Regions from separate parts of the Mus musculus genome. Here all the other regions are linked to region 2. Evidence: chromatin contacts called from public promoter capture Hi-C data. All regions are on one chromosome and are shown on one strand. Each heading gives the region's core, a stretch centred on a gene start, on an enhancer-like site or on the middle of the called end of the contact. The rest is flanking DNA. Distances are from core to core; before and after follow the strand shown. Region 1 holds the start of Rnf5 (ring finger protein 5). Region 2 holds the start of Akap8 (A kinase (PRKA) anchor protein 8). Region 3 holds the start of Nelfe (negative elongation factor complex member E, Rdbp). Region 4 holds the start of Ddx39b (DEAD box helicase 39b).

The links. Promoter capture Hi-C pulls out the DNA fragments that hold promoters and counts their contacts. Capture Hi-C pulls out chosen DNA fragments and counts their contacts.
Region 1: a contact with region 2 is called in a promoter capture Hi-C map of liver, with 3 times the contacts expected there. The contact joins the promoter of Rnf5 here to the promoter of Akap8 in region 2. A contact is called at or near these places in 2 of 39 promoter capture datasets (hippocampal neurons and liver), 1 of 115 datasets of contacts at active chromatin or transcription factors (astrocytes) and 1 of 9 other capture datasets (liver).
Region 3: a promoter capture Hi-C map of liver shows a contact between it and region 2, with 2.9 times the contacts expected there. The contact joins the promoter of Nelfe here to the promoter of Akap8 in region 2. A contact is called at or near these places in 2 of 39 promoter capture datasets (hippocampal neurons and liver).
Region 4: a promoter capture Hi-C map of liver shows a contact between it and region 2, with 2.5 times the contacts expected there. The contact joins the promoter of Ddx39b here to the promoter of Akap8 in region 2.

Annotation. Positions count from the first base shown.
Region 1 is chr17:34,602,131-34,605,213 of GRCm38.p6, forward strand. Rnf5 (ring finger protein 5) reads right to left here and starts at 1,431. Exons shown (of 6, transcript NM_019403.3): 1 at 1,204-1,431; 2 at 161-179; 3 at 1-67. The coding sequence starts at 1,343. It also overlaps a transcript of Agpat1 not described here.
Region 2 is chr17:32,319,920-32,322,844 of GRCm38.p6, forward strand. Akap8 (A kinase (PRKA) anchor protein 8) reads right to left here and starts at 1,319. Exons shown (of 14, transcript NM_019774.5): 1 at 1,166-1,319. The coding sequence starts at 1,184. Akap8l (A kinase (PRKA) anchor protein 8-like) reads right to left here. Exons shown (of 14, transcript NM_017476.2): 13 at 1,977-2,072; 14 at 1,505-1,866. The coding sequence ends at 1,573.
Region 3 is chr17:34,849,073-34,852,040 of GRCm38.p6, forward strand. Nelfe (negative elongation factor complex member E, Rdbp) reads left to right here and starts at 1,319. Exons shown (of 11, transcript NM_001045863.1): 1 at 1,319-1,516; 2 at 1,839-1,921. The coding sequence starts at 1,847. It overlaps Skiv2l (superkiller viralicidic activity 2-like (S. cerevisiae)), which reads right to left and starts at 1,132. Exons shown (of 28, transcript NM_021337.2): 1 at 1,062-1,132; 2 at 824-927. The coding sequence starts at 1,083.
Region 4 is chr17:35,239,910-35,243,163 of GRCm38.p6, forward strand. Ddx39b (DEAD box helicase 39b) reads left to right here and starts at 1,837. Exons shown (of 11, transcript NM_019693.3): 1 at 1,837-1,943; 2 at 3,204-3,254. It overlaps LOC115488830 (a small nucleolar RNA gene), which reads left to right and starts at 2,769; the gene lies at 2,769-2,845.

The DNA.
Region 1 (3,083 bases), core at 181-2,680, 2.3 Mb after region 2:
CCTTCTCCCTGCTGATGCCAGCTTTACACACCGGGCATTCTTGCCGGTCTGGCCGGGTCTCCAGCCACTGCAAAGGAAATATGAAGTGTTTTCAAGTACAAAGAGCATCTCGGAGCTCCTTGACCCTCCCTGTTTCCCAGTCCACCTCATGAACACATACCTGGTGAAGACAGGGCCAACTGGATGAAAAACAAACAAAAAGCACACGTCAAACTACAGAAGAGAGCTGCAGACCCCAGAACATGGAAGCCCACCCACCACCTGTCTCCCAGGCACTGCTGCTCTACTGCTCCATTTCTCTCCATATTCCCAACAGCTTCTAGCATACTTGCTAACTTGACTTTTCCAGCTTCTTGCCTTTGATACTTGACATTTAAAGGTACTCACATTGGGTCCTCAACATCCTCCACACATTTGATCCTTTTCTCTCTTCCGGTGTCTCCTCTCTGTCTCTCCCTGTCTGTCTCCCTCTACACACACACACACACACACACACACACCTTCAACCTCCCCCTTTCTGCCTCCGAACTTGACTTCCCAATTCAACAGGTTTCCTTTCAGCCTGAACTCCATTCTTGCTCCTAATCCTCCAGACTCCCATGGTTTTCAGACACCCACATTGTTCCTCTCCTCCTTACTTCAAGCTCAGTAAAACCCCTCTCTCCATGACCCTTCACCCTCTCCATCTTGTCCTTACACAATGCCATTGTCTTCAGGTTTGACAAATCACCCCCTCCCACATCTCATCTTAATATGACCCACATCTAGGTCCATAGTCCCTAGATCTTCCCTCCTCCTCCGACAGGCACATCCCCTAAACTGAAAAGTCTCTCATCTATTTTATCTCAACACCTGGGTAGGTCTAACGGGGTACTGTGGTTCAGGTCTCGAATGGAGGAATATGCAGCGTCCCCCATTTCCCATTCCTCCTCATAACATACCATGCACCAGCTCATAGGACCCTCCCTGGAAAGATATCTCATTTGCACAGATGTGACCCTTCCCGCACCCCCACCCCATCTACATACATCAGCAAAGACACAAGTCCTCACTTTAGGCCTCCCCTACGTGTATGTGGGGAGGTGGGGTGGGACATATGCCCTCTGGTCATCTGAAAAAAACTGCATGGTCCCCGCTCTCGGCCTCCCCAGCACAAAGACGAACCCCGCCGCCTCACCCCAAGCCCCTGACTCGGATTCTCACCAATACAGGTGGCCACACACGCTGACCACAGCTTCGCGAGCTGTCTCCAGACATATATTACATTCGAAGGTCGCGCTCGCCCCGCCCCGCTCGCGATTTGGCCCTTCGGGGCCCCCGTCTTCTTCCTCCGCTGCTGCCATGGCAAGTTCTGCTTCGCCCCCACGTAGCCCTCAGTACCCCCAGGCACACACACATATACACTAACACAGGGCACACACACAGGCACACACACACTCACGCCCCAACAAAGCAGGTCCGCCTTCGGCCCAGGATCGTTGGGCAAACTTCAAGTTTTTCTCATCATTATTGGTCGAGGTACCTGCCAATCATATAGAATTCAAAGGACACGATTGATCCAAAGAGTGGGGGCGGAAAAAGGTGTGTGTGGGGCCCCTACCCTTGCACGATGATGATTGGCTGATAGGGCTTCAGTAACTATGCACTGCCGAGGGATTGGTCATAATGAGCTAGGCCTGTGTTGTCACTCAGCTAAAGAGGCTTTGATTCGTCAGTTCAGCTGCCAGTCATAACCAAAGCTCAGAAGGGATTGGCTCAGGCCTACAGAACTCGCCCACCATAAGCCTCTTTTTTTCCTTCTCTTCCTCTTTCTTAGAAGGTCCGGGTTCCTATTGGACTTTAGAGCGAATGGTTCCAAATCAAATGATTGGCTGGCATGACACGGAAGAATGAGCATGCGCAATAAGCGGGGGGGGGGGGCGTGGAATAGGCCAACCCAGACGAAGGCGGTGTCGACTCCAGTCCCGCCCCTTCACTCGCTCTCTCTCGTCACCATGGCAACCCCTCCGCTATTGGCGGGGCCTTAGGTTCAAAGGCCTCGACTCGGCCTTATCCGGGTCTTTCCGCCCGGACTCTCTCCGCTTGATTGGGCGGTTTACTCCGCCGCTGATTGGCCGAGATCTGGAGAGACGGTGCAGAGCTAAGGGGGGAGGGGGAAGGGCAGAAGTACCAGGGTCGCAGGGTTCAAGATGGCTCCGGCCTCCTTGGGTGACGTAGAGGGAAGACCTTGGGTCCGCCCCTCCCTCTCGGAGAAGCGGGGAGCAGAGCTGGGGTTAGCCCGACGCGTGGATGGTGCGGCCGTCGGTCTGTGGCGCCGGTGTTAACCCCACTCTCTCGGTTGGACGACTTAGCCTCTCTAGGTGATTCTCACAGCAGGACCGAGCCAAAGGCCCACCGTTGTAATGTGACACAGCAGACCACAGTGGACCCCCACTCCGTCCTAAACCTTACAAGCAGAAAAGGACTGGTTCCACCCTCTTGGGAGTGGGCGCCCAAAGGACAGAGGCCGACCCCTAGGTGACCCGCCGTAGAATGGGGTAGATCCGCCCCTTCCTTGTAGTTTGCCCTGCATAGATTTGGATCTTTTTCCTGGCTGGACGGCTGGCAGCTAGGGCCTTTCCAGCACTCAGTGACCCTCACTATGGCCCAAGGCCCAGAATTAGGTAACAGTCCTCGCATTCGCAAGGGCTCTTCACCAAGCCATGTAAATCACCCAGGGCAAAGGTGTCCATGGGCGGGAGACGAGAACACGCTAGCTAAGGATTATTCAATACCTTGATAAAGGACCTGTGTGACTGAGGAATAAAGAAAGGTGAGAAGCTGGGACTCTCTATAGGAGGAGGTACGGAGAAGCGAGGATCTGGAGTATTGAAGAGGTTTAGATGCAGAATAGGCGAATAGGAGGTAGGAACGATGGACTCGTCCAGAGTGTGAAGAGGGAAGTAGGGTTTGGCCAGTTAGATACGCGGCACATCCCACCATTTTATCACCCTTAGGAAGCAGTGTTTTATTGCTCGAATTCCATCGAAAGGACTTAGCTTCTTACAGGTCTCAGCTATAGCCTCAAACTCGGATACTCTTGC
Region 2 (2,925 bases), core at 69-2,568:
AAAACAAAAAAACCAGGAAGGCTGCAAATACCCTAACTGTATCTGTAAAATTATTGGCTGGTAGAAAGTGGGAGTCACCATGAAGTTCCCTAGACCAAAGAAGTATAGCAGGGTTGTGACAGGTATCTATCTGGTGGAAAGGCTAAGAATGGAAGACATAGATCTAGGATCCCAAAGGCAAAGAGCACTAGGCTGATACCCAAGCACACGTGTTCATCACACCTCAGGCCTCTCTGGCAAGTCCAATTCTAGGGATCTTGTTACTCTGCTGCCTCTCAAGATCCCTTCCTTAGCCGCCAGAAGCCACTAACCACTCCCTGTGCCCACTTCCAACCCCATTCCACATGTTCCAACTATCTCCTGCGGGTAAATCTCCGTACAGAGTCAAGGCCTCCCAGGAGATTAAAAGCAGATAGCTCGAGAACCGACGCCTAATTACGAAAAGTTGCTGACATTTAGGTTAGGAAAGGCAACGTTCCCGCTTCCGCAGACCCCCGTAATGTTACAGTCCAGAATCCCAGCCCCTCAGGCAGCACACCTCCCACGAGCACCTCACGCCGCGTACACTGCAGAGACCCAGCCAGGTTTTCCCAAAAAGCTGCACCGGGTGTAGCCGCAGTGCACAGCTGGGCCGATCGCGCGCTGCCCGTAAGCCTTCAGAAAAGCGAGCCCGGGGACACGAGCTCTCAAGGACGACCTGCGGAGGATGAGCTGAGACTCTCTCCTCGCTACGGCCGCCGCAACCCAGCCGGACCTCAACCCCCTCCACCCCCCGCTTCCTCAGCGTTCGCTTTAGCCCCGCCCCTGGAGCCGCCATTTTGTGGCGTCTTCGGAAGAGAAGGCGGGACTGAGACCGCTCGGGTCCTGGGGTCCCGCAGCGATGAGAGCCACTCGGCTTGCACAGTGAAAGCGGTCCAGAACGCATCCAGAAACCGGCCACAGCGTCGGCCTTCGCGCCTCATCCGCACCCCCCGCCCCGAGTCCTACCGGCCAATCCACGCGCGGCGCTTCGGGAACGATTGCGCAGAGGCCCAATAAGGGAAGCGCGCGCGTCCGGGACAACTCCACACAGAACCGGGCTGCGGCAAGTGCGTTCCGGCTGCAGGCTAAGCCCGAATACCACATGCGCCAGGGTCTCCCGTGGTGAAGAAGAGCCCACACTAACCTCCGTAGCCTTGCTCCATGTCTGCGACGCGACCCGCCAGCAGATCCTTGTCTTAGATTCGCTCAGAACGCATGCGTTCAACGTGCTGTCTGCTACTGGAAGACGAAGAGCGTACGTCTCTTTCTGGGCGCTACCATTGGTTGCTCAAATGGGCCCGCCCCCGCCGATCCGCCCAGCCTTCCGGGTTGCAAATCTACAGCATCTCGGGAGTTGTGCCTCAAGGGTAAGCTAGTGCGCAAGAGCGTCCAGGTCCGCGCACGCGTGAGCGGTTCTAGCGCGTTTACCCGCGCGCAGGCGCACTTCTAGGGGCCCGCCCTCACCACAGCACAAACGAAGACCTCAGATGGGAAAGCACTTTATTAGGCTGGACTTCCAGCCTCGGCCACGGGAGCCCTGCCGGGTAAGGGTTATGGACCCCCACCGCCCTCCTCGTCGTCTTCCATGTCGAGGCCCGGGATCCCGCGGATCTGACACTGCAGCGCTCCGCCCAGCAAGGGTACAGGGCTCTCCTCCTCTTCTGGTGGTGGCGGAGGTGGCGGTGTTGTAGTCCCTGGGGCGGGCTCCAGGGGCACGGGGGGCTGTGCCGGCACGCCCTCTGTGAGCTCTGTCGCTTCGCTTGGTGCCCCTTCATCCAGAGCGCCAGCCTCCACCTCGTCTTGTTCCTTTTCCTCCTCTGGGTTGTCAGTGAAAGGATTCTCGCCCTGTAGAGATGGATAGAGACTTTAATGGGAGGTAGGAATCACTGGGATAGAATGGGGACCAGGCTCACACAAAGGTCAGGACTAGGACAGTGCTTTCGCCTTTGCCTCACCTTCAGATATCGCTCCAGCTTCTTGCTAATGAGCTTGTTGTTGAGAATACTGCGGGCCACCATAAGCGAGGACTTCTTGGACTGCTCCATCATAAGCTATGGGCAGGGCAGACAGGGCTGGTGAGGCTGCTCTAGGAATCCAACAAACCCAGCTGAGGTTCAGATTCACCAATAACTAGTCCTAGTGTCTGTAAGTGACCTTGGGCGTAATTCCAGTCAGTCTGGACAGGCATGCAAGGAACTAGGATTCGATCTGATCACCCACACCTTATTTGCTGTTTGAAACCTGATCTGCTTACATAGAAACTATAGTAAGTACTGGACTTAGTGGCACAGGCCATGTAACTCCAGGACATTAAAGTGGAAGGCCTACCTGGACTACAGAGTTTAACGGTTTACATGGTTTGACTATGTCTCAGAAAATAAAAGACGGCTGGGAGCTAGAGAGATGGCTCAGCGTAAAGGACTTGTTAGTATTTCAAAGACTCAGGTTCATTTTCTGCCACCTACAAGGTGGCTGACAACAATCTCTAATCTAGTTCCCAGGAATATGAAGCCCTCTTCTGGTTACCACAGGCACCAGGCATGTGAATAGTGAGCATATGTGCAGGCAAAACATACAAGAAAATAAAAAATAAAAAAATAAAACGTAAAAAGGGGGAGGGGGCCAGCTGGAGATAATATAATAATTTGATGATAGAGTGCTTTCTTAGTATTCTTAAAGCCTTAGTTAGGTTCAATCCCCATATATATACACACACACCAGATGTAATAAAACTTATTAAAAGTAAAACGTAGGGCTGGGCTTGGTGGCCCATATCGTTAATCCCAGCACTTGGGCGGCTGAGGTAGGAGGGCAGATCTTCCTGAGTTCAAAGCCAGCCTGGTCTCAGAGCAAGTTCCAGGACACAGAAAAACCTTCACTGCCACCCCCCTCCCCTCAATTCCA
Region 3 (2,968 bases), core at 69-2,568, 2.5 Mb after region 2:
GTATAGGTCTGTGTGTAATGGGTGGACATGGGTACACGCATGCACACATGGCAGTCAGAAGACCACATTGTGGAGCTGGCTCTCTCGCTGCCTTTACGTGTGTCTCATCAGACTTGCATGGGCAAGCGCTTTAATAGGCTAAGCCAGTGATTCTCAACCTTCTCAAATGCTGCCACCTTTTAATGCACCGGTTCTCCTGTTGTGCTGACCACAACCGAAAAATAATTGTGTTGCTACTTATTAACTGTAATTCTGTTACTGTTATGAATCTTAATGTAAATGTCTGGTGTGCAGGATATCTGATATGTGATGTGACCCCTGTCAAAGGGTCATTCCACCCTCAAATGGGTAGTGAATCAAAGGTGGAGAATCTCTGGGCTAATAAGTCATTCTGCCAGTCTTAAATTTTCTGCTTCTTTTCTTTCTGTTTTGGGGATGAGATCTCACTACATAGCCCTGGCTGGCCTAGAACTTGGTATGTAGATCAAACTGGCCTCCAATTCAAGAGATCTGCCTGCCTCCACCTCCCAAGTGCTGGGAATAAGGGTGTGAGCCACGCCAGGCTTCAGTTTAAAAGAGCCAAGTGCTCTGAGCTATGCAGAGAGAAGGAACCTCCTAGGAGGAAAGATACAGGTGAAGGGGCAGCTCTGAGAGCTCGCGTCTCCAGCACTCCCCGCTCCGACCTACTGGAGTTCCAGTAGAGTGGGATCTGTCCAGCATGAGCCGGAGGCCAAGATGACAGTGTCAAGCTACATCCTCCTGTGAGCAGGGTGGAATTTCTTTTAGGCTCATAGGTCAAAGGTGAGGGTCAAAAGTCACTCACAGTGCTCTCTGGAGGCCCTGGCACGTTCAGCAGCTCCCAACGGCCAGTGCACCCCACTTCCAGAGCTCGAAGGGGTAAGTTCAGGGGATCTAGGGGAGGCAGAACTACAAGGGAAAGGTCACAGGTTAAAAGCCACAAGTCATTCCTGTCTACTAACTAGTCCTTTCCGCGGACCCCCCTCCCTCCCCTCCCCTCCTCTCCTCTCCTCTCCCGTCCACTCTCCTCCCCTCCCCCTCACCGAGTCGCTCCGTCTCCATCATCCTGGAGCCGCGGCAGCTCCCGAGCAGCCCGGAAACTCAGAGTAACCACGGAGCCGGCCCCGCCCCGAGAAGGGCGGAAGTTGAAATTACTTCCGACACGCCCCCTCCTCCACCACTCCCCGCCGGGAGCGTGGGCGAGAGCGGCGCCGAAGCCTGACTCGGAGCCGGGCAAGGCCGGGCGGAAGTCACTGCGACTCGCCGCCTTGGTTACCGCGTGTCCCGCCCCTTTACGTCATCGCCGCGAGCCAGCGCGCAGTAGCCCGCGCGGCGGCGCCGGAGACCGCGGGCCCGGGCGCCGCCCCCTCAGGTGAGGGCTTCGTCTCACATCTTTCGCGCCTTCCCCGCGCGGCCCCTGGTTCTTCTTCCTCCTCCTCTGGTTGCCCAGATAGCGCTACGCGGGCCCGGCCGCCTTCTCTGCCCATCGGACCCCGAGGTTGGCTGACCTAACCCCATTGGGCATGGGGGTCGGGAGCCATCGCCTTGGCGTCGCAGGGAGTGCTTTCCCTTCTCCGGGCTGAGGTACCCCAAGGCTCTAGTGTCTGGACCTTGGACATAGGCGGGAATGCCGGTTGATTACCATAAACAGGAGGCTGGACAAGCAGCCTCGGAGGAACGAGGGGTTAGGGAAAGGCCAGAGGCTGGAGTAGGCGGGCCTGGAGGTTGGGGTGCATACAGGATGGACGCAAGTTGGACGACGTGTGAATTTTGAATGGTGACAGTAGAGAATGATGTCTTGGGTTCTGCCCTTGAACCAGGAGCCAACATGTTGGTGATACCTCCGGGGCTGAGTGAAGAGGAAGAGGCACTGCAGAAGAAGTTCAACAAACTCAAGAAGAAGGTAGGAGTTAGTTAAGCGTGGTGGCCCGGCTTCTCCAGACTCTGGGGACACCTGGGCTGACTGTAAGGCCATGGGAGTCCTCCTGCCTCCTACCGGAAGGGGACCTCTCAGTGGAGCTTTGGCAGCATCGTCCAGTCTTATTTGAACCCTCCCTCTTCTCTGGTCATCCCCAATGGAATTATCATCGTCCCTGTGGCTTCAGTACCACCCAGAGCCTTGTGAACCATCAAATGCCCAAGTAAATGTGCTCCTCCTGTCTGCTCTACCTCCCTCCCTTCGCTTTTAGATAACCAACTGCATTTAATAGGCCTTAAAATCTCTCATCTCTGACACACCACTCCACCTCAGACAGGGTCTCACACTTAGCCCAGGCTGGATTGAAAATATGTGGCTTTGGGTAGCCTGGAATGGCTCTGCCTCACCTCTGGCTTCTGTACTATTTACACAGCAAAACATTTGTCAAGTCTGTCGATGGTTTCTAAGTTCCTCTTCCACTTTGTCCCCTACCACTACCCCTGGCAAGGATCTCAGTATGTGGCCGGGTTGGGTGGGTTGTTTTGTTTTGTTTTGTTTTGTTTTTTCAACTCCTGGGCTCCTGGTATCTTCCTCCCTAAGCTTCTCTCAGGAAGTGGAACTCTAGGTGCACAACACCGTCCTCAGCACTCTCCTTACTAGTGAAACCTCTGAGTAATTTCTCATTGACAGGGTCTGGCTTTGCTGTTTTGAAGGCACACCTGATCCATTGAAAACACTTCCGAGGTTTCACATCATGTATAGAATTGAAATATCAGCTCACCATACCTGTCAAAAGAGAGAATTATTTTCTCTTAAAACCTGCCTTCCAAAACCTCCTCTGCATTTTTGCAACCCCAATTTCTTTGTCTAAAGTATCTTTTCTGTCTGTGTTGGGTAATTCTGTGAGGTCTCAGTTTACTAGCTGCTTATGCATCAGAAAGTGTTGCTTATACTCAGCCCTGAGTGATTAGTGCCCTTGATTATTCTTGGCTGTCAGTCTAGCCATTGTTTCCTGGGTTCTGAATTCCTTAA
Region 4 (3,254 bases), core at 587-3,086, 2.9 Mb after region 2:
CGCCCACCAGCGTGACTTGTATGCAGACCAAAGAGTCCTGCCACCAGGAGCTGTTTATTGGTGACACAATCTGGGAGAAGTGTTCCGTGTCTTGCAACTTTTTTTCTGAATTTCCTGAGCCTTCTCCACTCTCATCAGGAGGAAATGTTTCGGGGGAAATAGCTATACAAAAGCAAGGAGATTTTTGAAGAGGAGGGACACATGTGATAGGAAATTGGGGTGCTTACACCCTGGTGTTTCCCTGCTAGCTGTATTGCCTTGGCCACCTTGTTTTATTTCTCTATTTTCATATGTTTACAGGAAGAGTGGAGCGGGGCATGGGTCTGCATTCAAATCCTCCAGCAGGAGAATTGAGAGCTTGAGGCCAGTCTATATAACTGCTCAAACTCAGTAACAGAGAAAGGAAGAAAAAAATGGCAAGACAGATGAGGGGCACTCACCTTGCTGTGGCCCCAGTGGCCCAGGTTTTAAGCATTGTTAAAATCACAGCCAGCTGTTAAGACAATCCCTTCCTGCCCTGGCTACCTTAACGAGGACTGTCAGCATGGCCATTTTGAATCTTCTATAAAGTCTTTGAGGAAACCACACAGCTAATGGCTCAGCCAGGATTGTTTCTGTCCTCTCTCTCCTCCCCCAGTGGAGGGTGGAACTTCCCATAGTCCAGTAGCAGGAAGATGTGTTATCACTGATGCCAAAGGGACAATATTATGATTGGTGCAAACACAAGTCTTCATTTGCACGAGTTTGCTGTTTGCTGTGTTTGGTGCAAACACCCTTTGCTGGCTGTAAAGCAGAAAGTTTGGCTCACTTGGGTCAGCTGGGACAAACCTTACTATGCTACCCTCCACAATGTCACATTAGGTCCAGTAACAGGAAGACAGTGGCTAAGAGCCCGCCAACTAGGTCACTAGGAGAGTTCCTGGAAACGCTTCAAAGCTAAAGGCCCAGGTACCGCACTTTCTGGAGCTACAGTTCGTAATAAGTTACCAGGGCCGAGGAATTCCCACTCCTCTCTGATTTATACAAAACCCGCCGGCCTGCTGCTTAGGGCTGCCAAATGCGGAGGGATCAAAAGCTACCAAGCCCCAGCCCAGAGAGCTTATGCGTTGAGCAGGACACAGCCAGCTGGTTGGCAACACTGATACTTAGTGTTACTTTGTATTAATATTAAGTGTCCTTAATAGGGAAAGCCCGAGCTTGTGTTTATGTAGCAAGGCAACAGGACAACACTTCTGCTATATGTAACATCTCAAAGGGAATACCACATGGGGGGAGGGGGATGTCCAGGCTGAATAATGGAACTGAGATTATTCTGCTGCTCTAGTTAGCAAGAATTATGGAAAGGTGCATAACCTCAAACCCCACCATTTATTTAGCACCTAGACAGAATGTAAGCCTCCATCTTTCGATATAATTTTGGGTAAATCCTGCCTATTCTCTGCACGACTGTAATGGGCGTGGTCACGTGTCCCCCTCCCCTCCAGCAGAGGCCCGAGTTAGCCGCTCTCGGGTCACCTTGACTACGAGGCTAAGGACCCCGTGAGAAACGCTTCTCATTCGATCGCGGAGTCCTCCATGCCCACAGAGAGGTGCCCAGGGAGAAGCCTGGCGTGGCAAACAAAACTAAAGTAGAGCCGACCGTCGGAGGGTGTTGCATAAGCGTAGAAGAACAAAATGGAGAGCTCTGCGGGGGAAGACGTGAGTTTCCTGTCGCGCTCTTGCTACTGGCGACCGGAGGAGGCGTCGTCTGAAGCTTCATTTCAAGTGGGCGTTCTGCAAAGCCAGCCGCGGAGCGCGCGCGGCGAAAGCCTGCTTCCGGCTCCTTGCGCGTGCGCCCTGGCGGCCGGGAAGGCGGGAGGCCGGGGCGAGCCTGGAACCGGAAGTGAAGGCAGCTTCCCGCCTCCGTCCCCGTTGCTGCCGCCATACACGCTCGCAGTGCTTAGGTAAGCTTTGGCCCTGTGCACCATCCACCGCCATCTGCTTCTCCCGCGGCTCGCCCCGCCGCGCGGGTCCCTGATACCCGGTGCCGGGCCGGCGCCGTGGCCGCCGGCGCGCAGGCGGGCGTCCAGTTCTGTTGTCTTCACCCCTTTCTGAGAGCAGATCTTGGCGGGGAGCTGGGAGACAAGGGGGGAACGATCCAAAATGGTGGCCTCGGCCGCCATTGTGTCTCCGCGCTTCCTGGGTGTTCCAGTGGGTCCTCTGCCCACCCGGGGCCGCGGCGGCCGGAGGCGGCGCCAGGAGGAGGGCGGGGCCCCTCGCATCTCCCCTCCGGGCCTTTTCTTGCTCGCCCAGGGATGGGAAGATCTCGCTCCGGGGCCCGTCCAGCCCTTTGACCCCGCTTTCGCTGCCTTATTTGGAGCTCTCTGTGAATGGCTGCCTCTGTGCGTGGCCGATGGTGTCGCGCACTTCTGGGGAAGCTTTTCCGAGAGCACTGCAAGGCGTTCCTTTCTAAGGCCACCCGGCTCACACTCTTAATCCTGCATCGTTCTCAGCTGTGACCTTAATTCCTTAGTGCGACTTTTAAAATTAACTTTGGCAGCGCTGAGCCGAACCTTGCGGCCTCTCGCGTTACTAAGCAAGCACTGCCATTGAACTGCACACACCCATCTTTTTCAAAACAAAAAAATTTTTTTTTTCTTGAAATGGAGCCATTCATACACTTCCCACCCTCCGCCCCGCACCACCCTCCTTCCTGCTTCTGTTCCCCGGTCCAGGTGTGCGCCGCTGGGACGGCCACTCGGGGGTTTCTGAGCAAGAGAATAGCGGCAGCCACATGATGTTTGCATTTGGGAAGTGAGCGCTCTGCGCAGTGCTGACCCTTATCTATCACCCTTGACTGATGGCTGACGTTGGGGATCACCACCGTGAGGTGGCAGGAGAAAGCGCAGTCTCTGTCTTCCCTTGTCCTTTGTGTCTCAACCCTCGTGTGAGTCGTTAGTCACGCTCATTTTACTGCGGTCTCCCAGTTGGCTCCTGCCTGTCGAAGTGTGTGTTACAAAGTCTGGTTAGCGGTGGAGCCCACTCTGTCTCTCCCGTCTGGTGTTCCCGTTTCTTATGTCATGAGTCTCTTTGTTAACTCTTCTTTCGGGACAAAGGTTTCACAGTTTAGGGAAGAATAGGACGGGTGTAGGGATCGACGAGAAGTGACGAGTCCATTCGTGACTGATGAGTTTTTCCGGTTTTTTTGTTGTCCCCTCTCCCAGCTCTTCTGTCGGAAACTGGTGTCTTTCCCCTTGCTGTTCTTCAACCCCTCT